Linked DNA regions of Rattus norvegicus: region 2 is linked to region 1. The links are chromatin contacts, called in public Hi-C maps. All regions are on one chromosome and are shown on one strand. The core of a region is the stretch at or near the end of the contact, and the rest is flanking DNA. Distances in the headings are between cores, read along the strand shown. Region 1 overlaps Cers3 (ceramide synthase 3). Region 2 holds the start of Adamts17 (ADAM metallopeptidase with thrombospondin type 1 motif, 17).

The links. Hi-C and Micro-C count contacts between places; a contact is called where the count stands out from the background.
Region 2: a contact with region 1 is called in a Hi-C map of liver, with 5 times the contacts expected there. The contact joins the promoter of Adamts17 here to the enhancer-like site in region 1.

What each region holds. Positions count from the first base shown.
Region 1 is chr1:129,776,218-129,781,772 of GRCr8, reverse strand. Cers3 (ceramide synthase 3) reads right to left here. Exons shown (of 13, transcript NM_001127561.1): 6 at 2,557-2,675; 7 at 439-496. Among named protein-coding and RNA genes, the nearest start is that of Cers3, 30 kb to the right of the region's middle. Within about 2 kb of position 3,357, at least 2 of the 93 cell types and tissues checked have an H3K27ac peak or open chromatin away from gene starts, as enhancers often do. A contact at or near this core is called in liver, where this site is marked.
Region 2 is chr1:129,853,720-129,859,274 of GRCr8, reverse strand. It overlaps Adamts17 (ADAM metallopeptidase with thrombospondin type 1 motif, 17), which reads right to left and starts at 3,212. Exons shown (of 23, transcript XM_218753.11): 1 at 3,012-3,212; 2 at 2,324-2,694. The coding sequence starts at 3,087.

The sequences.
Region 1 (5,555 bases), core at 2,108-4,607:
AGTGGCCACTTGTTATCCACCTCTGGATGTGAGCTAGCATCTTTCTGGCTATTAGGTAAACCCTTTGGAATATACAAACAGAACCCTAGCTCCTGCCAACCAAAGGTTAAAGATGCTGCCTTATGGTACCCAGGCTTGTAGCTGAGCATCTCTGCTCTGCTGTGACCTGCTTGTCTGACATTTCCACCAATGTATCTGAAAAGTATTTCTGTTTATGATTTGCTTTGTTCTGTTTCTATGAGACTTCAGGAAAGCCTGGCCACATGGGAACATTTGGGGTGACCTCTATTTGCATCCTGGGTCATGGGCAGTTGATTTGGCTCCAGAATACACTGTCTCTTATCCTTTTGAGGTGAGGGCTTTGCATTGATACAAATCATAGACAAAAATATTTAAAATTTCAAGACAAATTCCAAAGTTGTAAAAATGGCAACTTACATCATACAGAAACACAGCTCCAGCCACCGTCATCATGAAATAGAATGTAAATCGCCAGCTGCCAAAAGAAAGGAAAAGCTTCAATCCCCTGGATCAGTGACTGACATATGAAGGAGGGGGAATCTGGCACGACAGACTTTGAAGAACAGGTATCGTAGAGTCCAACAAGTGTAAGTTCACCCTATCCTAAACTCCACACGGGAACACAAACACACAAACAGTGGGCAGAACAGTGCCTGACACATCATAATACCTGATCTCAAATCCTACGCTATGGTGCTTGCCCAAGAAGCAGACACATAGATGGATGGAATATGAAAGTGTCACAGATACAGCCAACAAAATTGTCAAAAACTACATTGGAAACAATACAGCCCCATCATAAATGGTACTGGGGAAACAGGAAATCCACATCTGGGGCTTAATAGGATTTATATTTCTCACCATGTACAAAAATCAACTCAAAAGTATCCAAGATATGAATGTGAGACCCAAGAAGACTTTGAGAGGAGAAATGTATATAAAAAGGTTCAAGATGTAAACATAGGCAAGGGTTGAGTGGACTGTCTAGTTCGAGCCATTAGTAAAAACGAGGATCAATAGGGGTATGATGTGAAATTAAAGGGTTTCTGCACAGCAAAAACCCTGCTGTTAACATAGGGGAGAGAGCTTAGTGCCAAGTGCACACTAGTTATAGGGCGGCTATGCAGAAGACTTAAAGAACTATAAAAATAAACAAAACAAAACAAAACACCCAGTTGAGTAATGGGCCACAAGCCAAATGAACAGTTCTCAAAAAAGAAAAAAAGAAAGAGAGAGAGGAAGAGAGAAAGAGAAAAAGAGAAAGAACTGTCTCACGAATCAGGCATCAATTGGCTGCCCCTGAGCCATGGGAGGAGAACTCTCTCCTGGTCCTAGAACTCTATCAAGAACCTATGGGGGAGGGGCATGGGCCCTGGGGGAGAAATCCGCTTCTGTTGGTCTGCTCTATGAACATGCCTTCTAAATTTTTATGGTTAAAGCTATAGTGTAGCGCTGCTCTCAAGATTGGAAGACAAACTTCCTTTATGCAGCAGGCAGCAGTTAATACTGATCAGTAGATTCCTGCAAGTCCTCAGTGCTAGGGGACATCTGTATCCACCCATGCTACGAGGCTCCGTGACCATGGTTGGAGAGGGGGCTGAAACATGGTAAGGGCCAAAGGACAATGGGAAAGGCTGGGAAACACTGTCTTCCTTCTAAGGCACAGTCGGTTACTCATTAACTCACAGCCCAACATAAGGCCTGTGCAAAATCAAGCTGGTCCACATTCCAACCTGGGTGGGGGAGGGGCTCGTGAGGCCCCACTCTAGCATGAGAATTATTTGCAGATGACAGCTTCTGGAGAGGAGTCACTTGTCTTCAGAGGTATGGCCACTGGTATGTTGCCTAAGCTCCAGTCCCCTATGCACATGCAGGCAGAGTTTGTTGCACACAGTGGCTCCTTACAATTTAGAAGAGGACAGGGATGAAATTCTGAGGGATGTGCTCACATCTGAGGATGCATTCTCACATCTTCTGCCCCAATAACATAAAGACAGCAGACTTGGGACAGAGTCTTGAGACTTCCTAACCTCAACCCTAGAAAGGAGAAACAGCCGATAAGACATGCTTATGGTTTGTCTGGGTTCAGGCTAAAGTACAGAATAAGCACTGGGTCCACCTTAGAGCCTTGTGTCTTCTAGAAGAGAAGAGAGAAGCAAGGACAGTTAAGAGTAACAGCTTTCTCCTCATTAAAAAAAAAACCTTTCTGAATTATAAATGGTTTAACAATGTACACTGTTTGCAGCTGAATTCTAACCTGGGGTCTCTCAGCAGCCACTAACTGTACATTTTGCACTACGCTCATTGTTGAGCTGCTGTGAGATGGTGCTTTGGACTTTAGATGTTACCTTTGCAGACGTGTTTAATGAAACCATTCAAATAAACCAAACTTGCTTTTGTTGGTGTAGGGAACAGATCCTATGGAAAGTGCAAAATGCATTTGGATCCTTCCTCCCCTCTGGTGTCAGGGCGTGCTCTGCACGCCACATTGCTGGCTAAAATTACAGTGATACCTACGCTTCCGGCCCTTCTTACCAAGATTCTTGGAATTTCTGCAACCTGCAAGGTTTGTTTTGCTTCTGGCGAATTCTAAACCATCTTTCAACCTGGCGCTCTGTCAAGTTACACTTCTTTGCCAGTCCGTAAACTTCATTCTGAAACACAAAAAGAAGAGGAAGAAATGAATGGGCAAACAGCAGCCAGCAGAGGACCAGCAGCCATCGTGGCATCTCAGCAGGAAAGGCAGGACATGGGGGGAAGGAGGAGTGTCTTCACAGGCACAGCATGGCCTACACACATAAACGCACAAGCACATACATACTCTACACATCTGTAAAAACGAAGGTAAATGTTGTCTACATTCTTTTTGTTTTGTTTTGTTTTTTTTCCAGAGCTGAGGACTGAACCCAGGGCCTTGCGCTTGCTAGGCAAGCGCTCTACCACTGAGCTAAATCCCCAACTGCCTAGCAAGCGCAAGGCCCTGGGTTCGGTCCTCAGCTCCGAGAAAAAAAAAAACAAAAAACAAAAACTAAGGTAAAGAGCAGAGTCAAATGTCACACAGTCAGGAGATGGTGAGATAAACAGGCAGAAGACCGTGAGCCAGGGAACTAACTTTTATTAGTGAAATCACACTTACACACATAGACCCCAAGCCAAAGCCACACTAGCTTGTGGATTACTAAGTAGAAATGACTCTCTACATATTAGCAACCCAGAGGTTTCAGTTGAGTATGTGAACTCACAAAGATCTAGTTAGAGCCTGCTAGGTGCAGGATAGAGTAGAAGAGTTTACCGTGTCAGTCAAACATTATTTCCTCACATTTCTTACAGAGACACGAAAGCTTGCCTGAGAGTTGCTAGGGCTTGTGCAAGATGTGGAAATAGTCACAGGTTGACAGGACGCGGGCTAGGAGGCTTTCTGTTACTCCATGCAGTCCTTCTGATAGTCACAGAGCCAAGGAAACCCCAGCAGGCACTGGCTAGCCACTTTCACAGTCAAACCAAACGATTTCCAACCATTAAAATAATGATTATAAAGTAACGATGCTTTCTCTTCTGGGAAGCAGAAGTGTTGCAGGCTATGATTTAATGGGAAACGACACCGATGATGGATTACTGCCCAAAGATTACGAAATCTGAAGTCCACTAGAGCCAAAAAACTAAAGGCCAAGAGGACCAGACCCGCTTCGCAGCGGGGTTTTCCCAGGTGCGCTCCCTGCATTACCCTGATGGCCACTAATGCTTCCCACTTCCACAAGGAACATGTTCTTTACCAGCCTTTTGAAATGGCATTGGTCTCTTGGTCTTTCGTTTTTTGTTTGTTTGTTTGTTTGTTTTAAGGTTTATTTATTTTTATTTATACGTGTACACTGTAGCTGTCTTCAGACACACCAGAAGAGGGCATCAGATCCCCCTACAGATGGTTGTCACCCACCATGTGGTTGCTGGGAATTGAACTCAGGACCTCTGGAAGAGCAGTCAGTGCTCTTAACCACTGAGCCATCTCTCTAGCCCGGTCTTTCATTTTCTAATATAAGAAAATGTCCTCTTAATTCTGTTGTAGAAACAAAACAAAACCACATTGCCAAAAACTGACTCAGCTTCCTACTCAAGACACAAGCTGCAGCTGTGGCACAGTGGGTCCACCCCAAGGGCCATCGGCTGTGGCACAGTGGGTCCACCTCCAAGGGCCATCGGCTGTGGCACAGTGGGTCCACCTCCAAGGGCCATCGGCTGTGGCACAGTGGGTCCACCCCCAAGCGCCAGCTGACACCAAGCCCTGACATTTCCAGAGAGAAAAAAGTACAGTCCTGGAACTTTGATGTGAAGCCACTTTTAAAATTATTAATCAGAGCCTCACAGTTAATTTAGGCTAAGTGCAAATGAGCACTTTGTGGGCTAAATCTGGCTGCTGGTCACTCAGCAGGTTTTGACCAACCAGATAGTTTCTGTGAGATCATCTGGTATGGATCACAGTTGTCTAGGAACCAGGACAACAGCACAGTCACCAGAAGCCACAGCACAGGTGGAAGAGTTACTGTTGTTCTGTATCTTTACTGAGTGGCTGGCCCTTCACTAACCTGACGAGAAGGAAGAGACACTCTTTCAGATCAGGGATTCTGAACATCACGGGTTGTTTGCTTCCTTTCTTTGAGAAGACTGAACAGGTAGCTGCTCACTACTGTCTTCTTCCAGAACCGTGCTGATCTAGATCAGTCAGTCTTATGTGACTGTCCTACAATTCAGCAAGGAATTGAGATATGGAAAGACGGGGTAAGGTTGACCTTGCCTCATGCATGCAGCTTTTGGAAGTCACACTGTAGCTGAGCCCCGAAATGTGCTGGGGAAGGTGGGGAGGGCCCCATGTGTGGTTATTGAGAGGTAACAGTGGGGTGGGTAGGGAGGGCTTAACGATCAGAAAGCAGCCCCAAGAGAAGACACAACTGCAGAGAACACACAAGGGTGGGTCACTTCAGGGAGGATCTTGTCTGGAATGCACATGGTGGGTTACAGTTCACTTCCTCTTTGTAACTGACCTTCCTCTTGTAAAGGTGACAGTGAGGACAGAGACTAGAGGTAGAGAACATGCCCATGTTGCCCTTCTGTGCTAGGCTTCTGTTTTTCACACCAGAAGCCTCCCACCCTAGGTCAAACAAGACAGCAGGATGACACTCCAACACAGAAGGCTCCATATACCGTCTCCCTGGACAGAGGAAAAGGGATCCAGGCCACAAAGGTGGTGGGCAGGACAGGAAGCTGAAAATCAAGGGACCAACACTGCTGCCCCTGGCCAGGGAGCACTGCACTCTGCCCTGAGGAGAATGGTGTGGTACAAAAGCTACCTGCCTCACAGGAGCAGTTTAGGGCCATGGGATGAGCGTGTTCTATACACAGAACCCAGTGCTGTCTATGCTGAGGACTCACATTCACAACAGAAAATGCCTGCGGGCTGAAAATTATGTACTAAATAGAAACCTACATACATCCTTCCTTCTAAGCAGCCTGTTGACTCCTTGAAACAAGATGGAATCCAA
Region 2 (5,555 bases), core at 1,963-4,462, 78 kb before region 1:
CAGCCATTTGTAGACATTAGTCATGCCGAAACATACTAACGATCAAAATCCTACCCAGCATCCAGGATAGAGTAGGTTGAGCAAAGCCACACGCACATGTTTATACGCCTCCCATAGGTGCTGTCACTCAGAAAGGGCAGCATTGAGAAGATACGGCTGAGACTAGATGGCTCGTAATGTGTAAAATACTCACTTTCCGCTCCTTTCTGGGAAAAGCCTGCCAATCCCTGCTCAACATGATTCTTTCAATACAAGAAGGCTTTTGGAGTGCGCCCACCCAAAAGCTACCAAGAGCTATCTTCTGGACCATGCTCCCTACGATCCTGAGACTATCCCGGCAAACATACATGCAACTTCACGCTTCAGAGAGCTTCTACCCTTGTCAAAGGTCCTAGCACAACTATACCACCCACATGGGTGGACAACCAAGCCAAAGATGGGGTACAGGGCAATCTCAGGTAGCTTAAGGTCATAGACTTTCCTCTGTGTCTCAGGATCACCCTGTCGCTAAGAGACCAGCTCCCAGCCACACGTCCCTTCCCTCCTGCTCTCCTGCTCTCTGCCTCTGCCTACGTGTACCCGAGGAGAGTGTCCAATGTGCAGCTTGCACGAACAGGATGAATAAGACAGACCAAACAACAGCAGTGTCTCCTCAAACTGGAATTGAAAAATCCCAAGACTTAGAAGTCCACCCGCAACTGGCTGGGGTGAACTCAGTCTTGGCTGGGTTCCTTTCTCTAAGGCACAGCGCCCTCACATGGTGCCAAGGGGCAGTGCAGTCTTCCTGAAAAGTTGGCTCGGCCGCCCTGTGAGAGGAGGCTCAGCAAACACTCTGGGAGGACTTTACATCAGTGCTCTCCAGATTTCCAGCCTGGGCTCCTTCACAGATAGCTCCTCGCTGGAAACTTTACACCAAGAAGTATAAACTCTGACCTCTCCAGAAACTCACGAAACCGCAGCAAATGGGATTCAGATGTTTCTATGTACGGTACAGGGATGTGACCTAGACTTGAAACACTTTGGCAAAAAAACGGGAGAAATGATGTGGGCCTTTGAGTCCCTCCCAGAACATGATACAGCGCTGACCCGAGTCCTACAATGATCTGAGCCTCCTCGCCCACAGCCCACACCCTTTGCCCCCGTTCCACACTAACACCTACCAGGCTCCACCACAATCTGCGCCTTTGCTTTCCTTTGCCAAGGCTGCCAATGTCTCCCAGTCAAACAAAAGTAAACCATACCCTCAGATGAGACCTTAAAAATTTCCTGAAAATCAGGCTGCTCCCAGGAATTTAGATCCACAGGTCCCCCAACACTGACCCAGTACTAAGAGAGCAGGAGCGTCAAGTAATCTTGGAGCCATGGGCTTTTACTCTTCAATACTGGTTGTGTAGGTGATGATATAAAATAAGTGAAGGGGCAACTTCTCTGGCCCGGGGCAGGCTGCCAAAACACAGTATCAGAAACCACTATCCCACAGATATCTGCTGTGACAAGATATAGGAGAACAATTGGAGACATCGCATGCTCTGAGTGATGCCAGCCTCTTCGGGGGCAAACCATCTGCCAGCCACGTGCTCTCCTTGGGGGCACCCTGGAGAAGCAGAGAAGAATTTGGCTGGGCACCAACGTTAGCCAAGTGCTCAAGTGTGAGCGCAAAGAGAGCAAAACCACTCCAAACTTCCGGTGCCTCTCCGTGCACTTGTCATGGCTGTCTCAAACAAAACAGCGAGGCAAGGTCTTCAAGAAAAGAGGAGGGTTTACAACTGGGACAGGTGAGTACCCTGCAGTTCTCTCTGAGGGTGCATTCAGATAAATGCCTACTGTGGAGTAAGGAAATAAAGATACTACTGGACCTCTCTTGGTCTTACCTTTCGTCTAACGAAAGTGAGACTAATCATGGCCTGCCTGGGGTCCCCTCCTAGTATAAAAAGGCTCACGGGACAGAAGAGAGGTGCATAGATACCCCATTCCCCAGACAGAGGAAATGGACACTTTACTCCTTCCCCATAACGTGCAGAAAACATGCACACCTGTGCTGATGCTGAGAGAGTGGGAACATCAGGTTCATATTCGTTCCTCTAGGTGAGCTATAGCTAATTTCTCAATGCAACCCCACTTCGGCCAGGTTCAGCACACAACAGAAGCCAGTACAATGGCAGGGCTTCCCTTGTGTTCCCTCTGCTAGGAAGGCACAGTCAGAAAGGCCAAGTGAAGGAGATAGGGAGGGAGGTAGGTCTTCTCCCGCCCAGCCCTCCGCGGGACCACCCCAGGAGAAGTAACAGACTGGGCAAGGCAGACCCATAGGGGGCGCGGGCAATACCAGGCCGCCGGCGGCGCCACAGGCGCTGAGGGAGACGAGGGAGCCCGGGTGGCCCAGGACTTGTCCGGAGTAGAAGCACAGCTCCGCAGGGTGTCCGCTGCGCCCTGAGACACCCGCCTCCTCCACCTCGAAGCCTGGGGACAGGAAGCGCAGGTCGCGACGCAGCTGCAGGTATAGGTCTCGCCCAAAGGCCGGCAGGTGCAGCAGCAGGGCGCGCTCTCCCGGTCCCGCTCGAGGGTCGCCTGGAGATGCTCGCGGTCGCCGCCACTGCCGGAGCCCCGCTGCTCCCGGCAGCAGCTGCAGGTGCACGTCGTCGGGGCGCAGCCGCCTTGGGAGCACCACCTCCACGTCGGCCGCCGCGTCGCCGACAACTGCGGGGAGAAAGGACAGGCGTCAGCACCGGCCTGGCCACCAGGGCTGCCGGCGGCTCCGGCGCGGGTTCCCAGGGCTCCGTGGGTATCGCACAGCCGTGACCCCGCACTCCCTTCCCTCCCCGAGCCGGGCCTCTCTAAGCCGGCGAAGCCACTCGATCGCACCCGGGGTCGAGGGGGAACCAGAGGCCAGTTCTCCGGCCGCGGCCTTCGCTCTCCTCCTCCGGGGATGCTGTCAGCAGTCCACCCAGGCACCCGGGCGCCAGGATGCTTCGGGAAGGCACCGGGAAGGTGGCCGCATTAGTTAAGAACACTACCTGTGCCCGGGTCCAAACCCCACACCAGCAGCAGCAAGGACAGGACGAGAGGGGGCAGCAGGGTGCCGTCACACATGGTACTCGGGACCAGCAGCCCCCAAGACCGTAGCGGCAGAGCAGGGGCGCGTGAGGCGGCGACGCCAGCCGGAGTGAAGCCCTGCAGCCTTTGGAAAAAGTAATTAGCGCTGCGGACAAACCCAACATGGTAAATACTAAGCCCCACCTTCTCCTTGGAAAGTAGGTGGTGATTGGGCTTTTGCTTTCCTCTGCCCCGCCTTCCTTGTCCGTATTGGTTAGAGCCGGTCGAAACCAACGTGCGTAGTTAGGTTGTAAGCACTTTCTTACACGTGGTTTCTAGGCAGTAGGTAGACTGTGACACCAGGTGGCAGGCGCGAGCCAACTCGGTTGTGGGGATCCTGGAGGAGCCAGGAGGCCACCAACCTGGCCTTCAGTTTGTCCTCAGTTGGGAGATCACCTCTGAGGCTGCTATAGCTTCCCAGGAAGATAGGCCAGATCAACCAGTTACGTACAAGAAAAAAAAATTGTGTATTGAAGTGGCTCCTATTTTTGACTTGTTTAGGCTGGAAAGACCCAGACCAGTGTTTCTAGCACACCTGAGTTCATACCTGACTTCTATATCTACAGTGTGTCTCCACAGCGCACAGGCTTCTTGAAGTCTTTATATTCACAAAAGCCAGGAAGGCGTGATAACACTGCCCTGAAGACTGGGAAACCGGGGAGAAGAAAACGTAAGGAGTTTGCTTAAATTGGACAGCTCGTTTCTGTCAGAGCCAGGCCTTGAATTTGTGAGCCTGACTTTAGGTCAGGTGTATTTAGGGAGGCATGTTAGCTGAGGTTTGCACAGTAGGACACCAGAGAACTGAGTGTGGCAGACCCTGAACTTCAACGCTGGTTTTCAAGAACAGAATGAATATTCCTTTCCCCAGCAGTATCTAAGCAGATATGATGATCCCTACAGGTAATTCCATTGGCCTCTTTAAAATGTCTTACAGAAAGCAGGACTGACAGAGAAAAGGATACCACAGTGGTCACAGACGGCTCCCCATCTCACCTATTTTTGGTTTGTCTGTTTGCTTGCTTGTTTTTAAAAAGCAAAACTGTGACAGGCCCCGACTCACCCCTTCATCACAGGATCTAGGCTTCACCACAGGGTTATATGACCAGAAAGCATCCAGAGACAAGGTAAGAAGTTTGATGCCCCTGCCCTGGTAAGTTGTCTGAAGCTCTCCGCAAAGGCTTATCACAGAGTGCGCTGCCATCTAGTCTCTGATCCAGTGGCTGCCACTCACTGGTTGGCAGCTGAAGGTGACTAGGAGGCGTGGGTCAGGCTCTGCCGGTGGCTATGAGTAGGGTTTTGTCTCACTTGAGCTTTGAGAACTTAACCATGACCTCAACCATTATGGGGGAAACTAGAAGGAAAAAGACATGCTTAGCCCCATCTGCGTGTAGTCACACAGCAGCCAACTGTAGTGACAGCCGGGGACGTCTTTCCCCTGAGAGTGGTTCAGTTTCTTCTCTGTAACTCAAGGAGCTAAGCTATGCTGTCTCCCCCTGGAGGGCTAACTTCTAATCATTTAGACTATTCTTGAAAATAAAAACAAGGGCCTGAGAGATACCTGACATATCATAAGCACTTTTTTTTAAGATTTACTGAATTTATGAAGAAAAGAAGAAAAGTGATTGATCAAATCAGACGTTTCAAAGACCCCTATAACAAGGCCCCAGACATTAGCACAACGAACTCCATGGTACAAATGCCATTCAGGCTATAAAACTCAGCACCTAGACAGAACTACCTTCTAACACTAAACCAAAGGCTGTGACAACCATAGTTGTAGGAAAGGCTCTGAGTGTACTAAGCTTGCTCTTCAGCTTCTGTAGTTCTGCTTCTGGCTAACTGTTCTTGTTAACAGTATGTCAACCCGGGACATGGTTTTGTGCTTAAAAGCTCACCCCGATGAAGGCTCAGGACTGTACTGAGATCCTGAACATCCCATGTGATTTCTGGCTTGCTAATGGACTTTCTACTGGCTTAAACCCATGGCTGGGCCGTCTTCTCTGCTGACTACCCGACAACACTCCGGCTATCAAATGTGCTAAGCAAGCATCGAACCCATGCCCTCCTCAGTTCATTGTTTGTCATTCTTTCTTGTCTGGACCCGTTTCAGTTTGGCAAGTTCATGGAGGTTGGATTAAAAACAGCAACAGTGATTAGGGGCCAGATGTTAAATAGTCCTCTGTTAGTGAGAAAGCAAGGGGACATGGAAGGCCTCCGTTGTTCAAATAACCCCACTTCACTAATGTGTACGTCTGCACCCAGCACCCCAGGCGTTGCTGATGCATAGGAACACTAATAAACACTTGGCAGATGATCAGCGGCTCAGTAGTGTCTCTCCTCTTTTATGTGTGCCGCTCAAAGTCTTCTTCCACTACGAAGGATGCTTTGAAAGACACGGCTGAGCAGAGAAACCGTGACCGGCTCTCTGTAACTAGACTGTGCTTATCAAATATACTTAGTTGCTA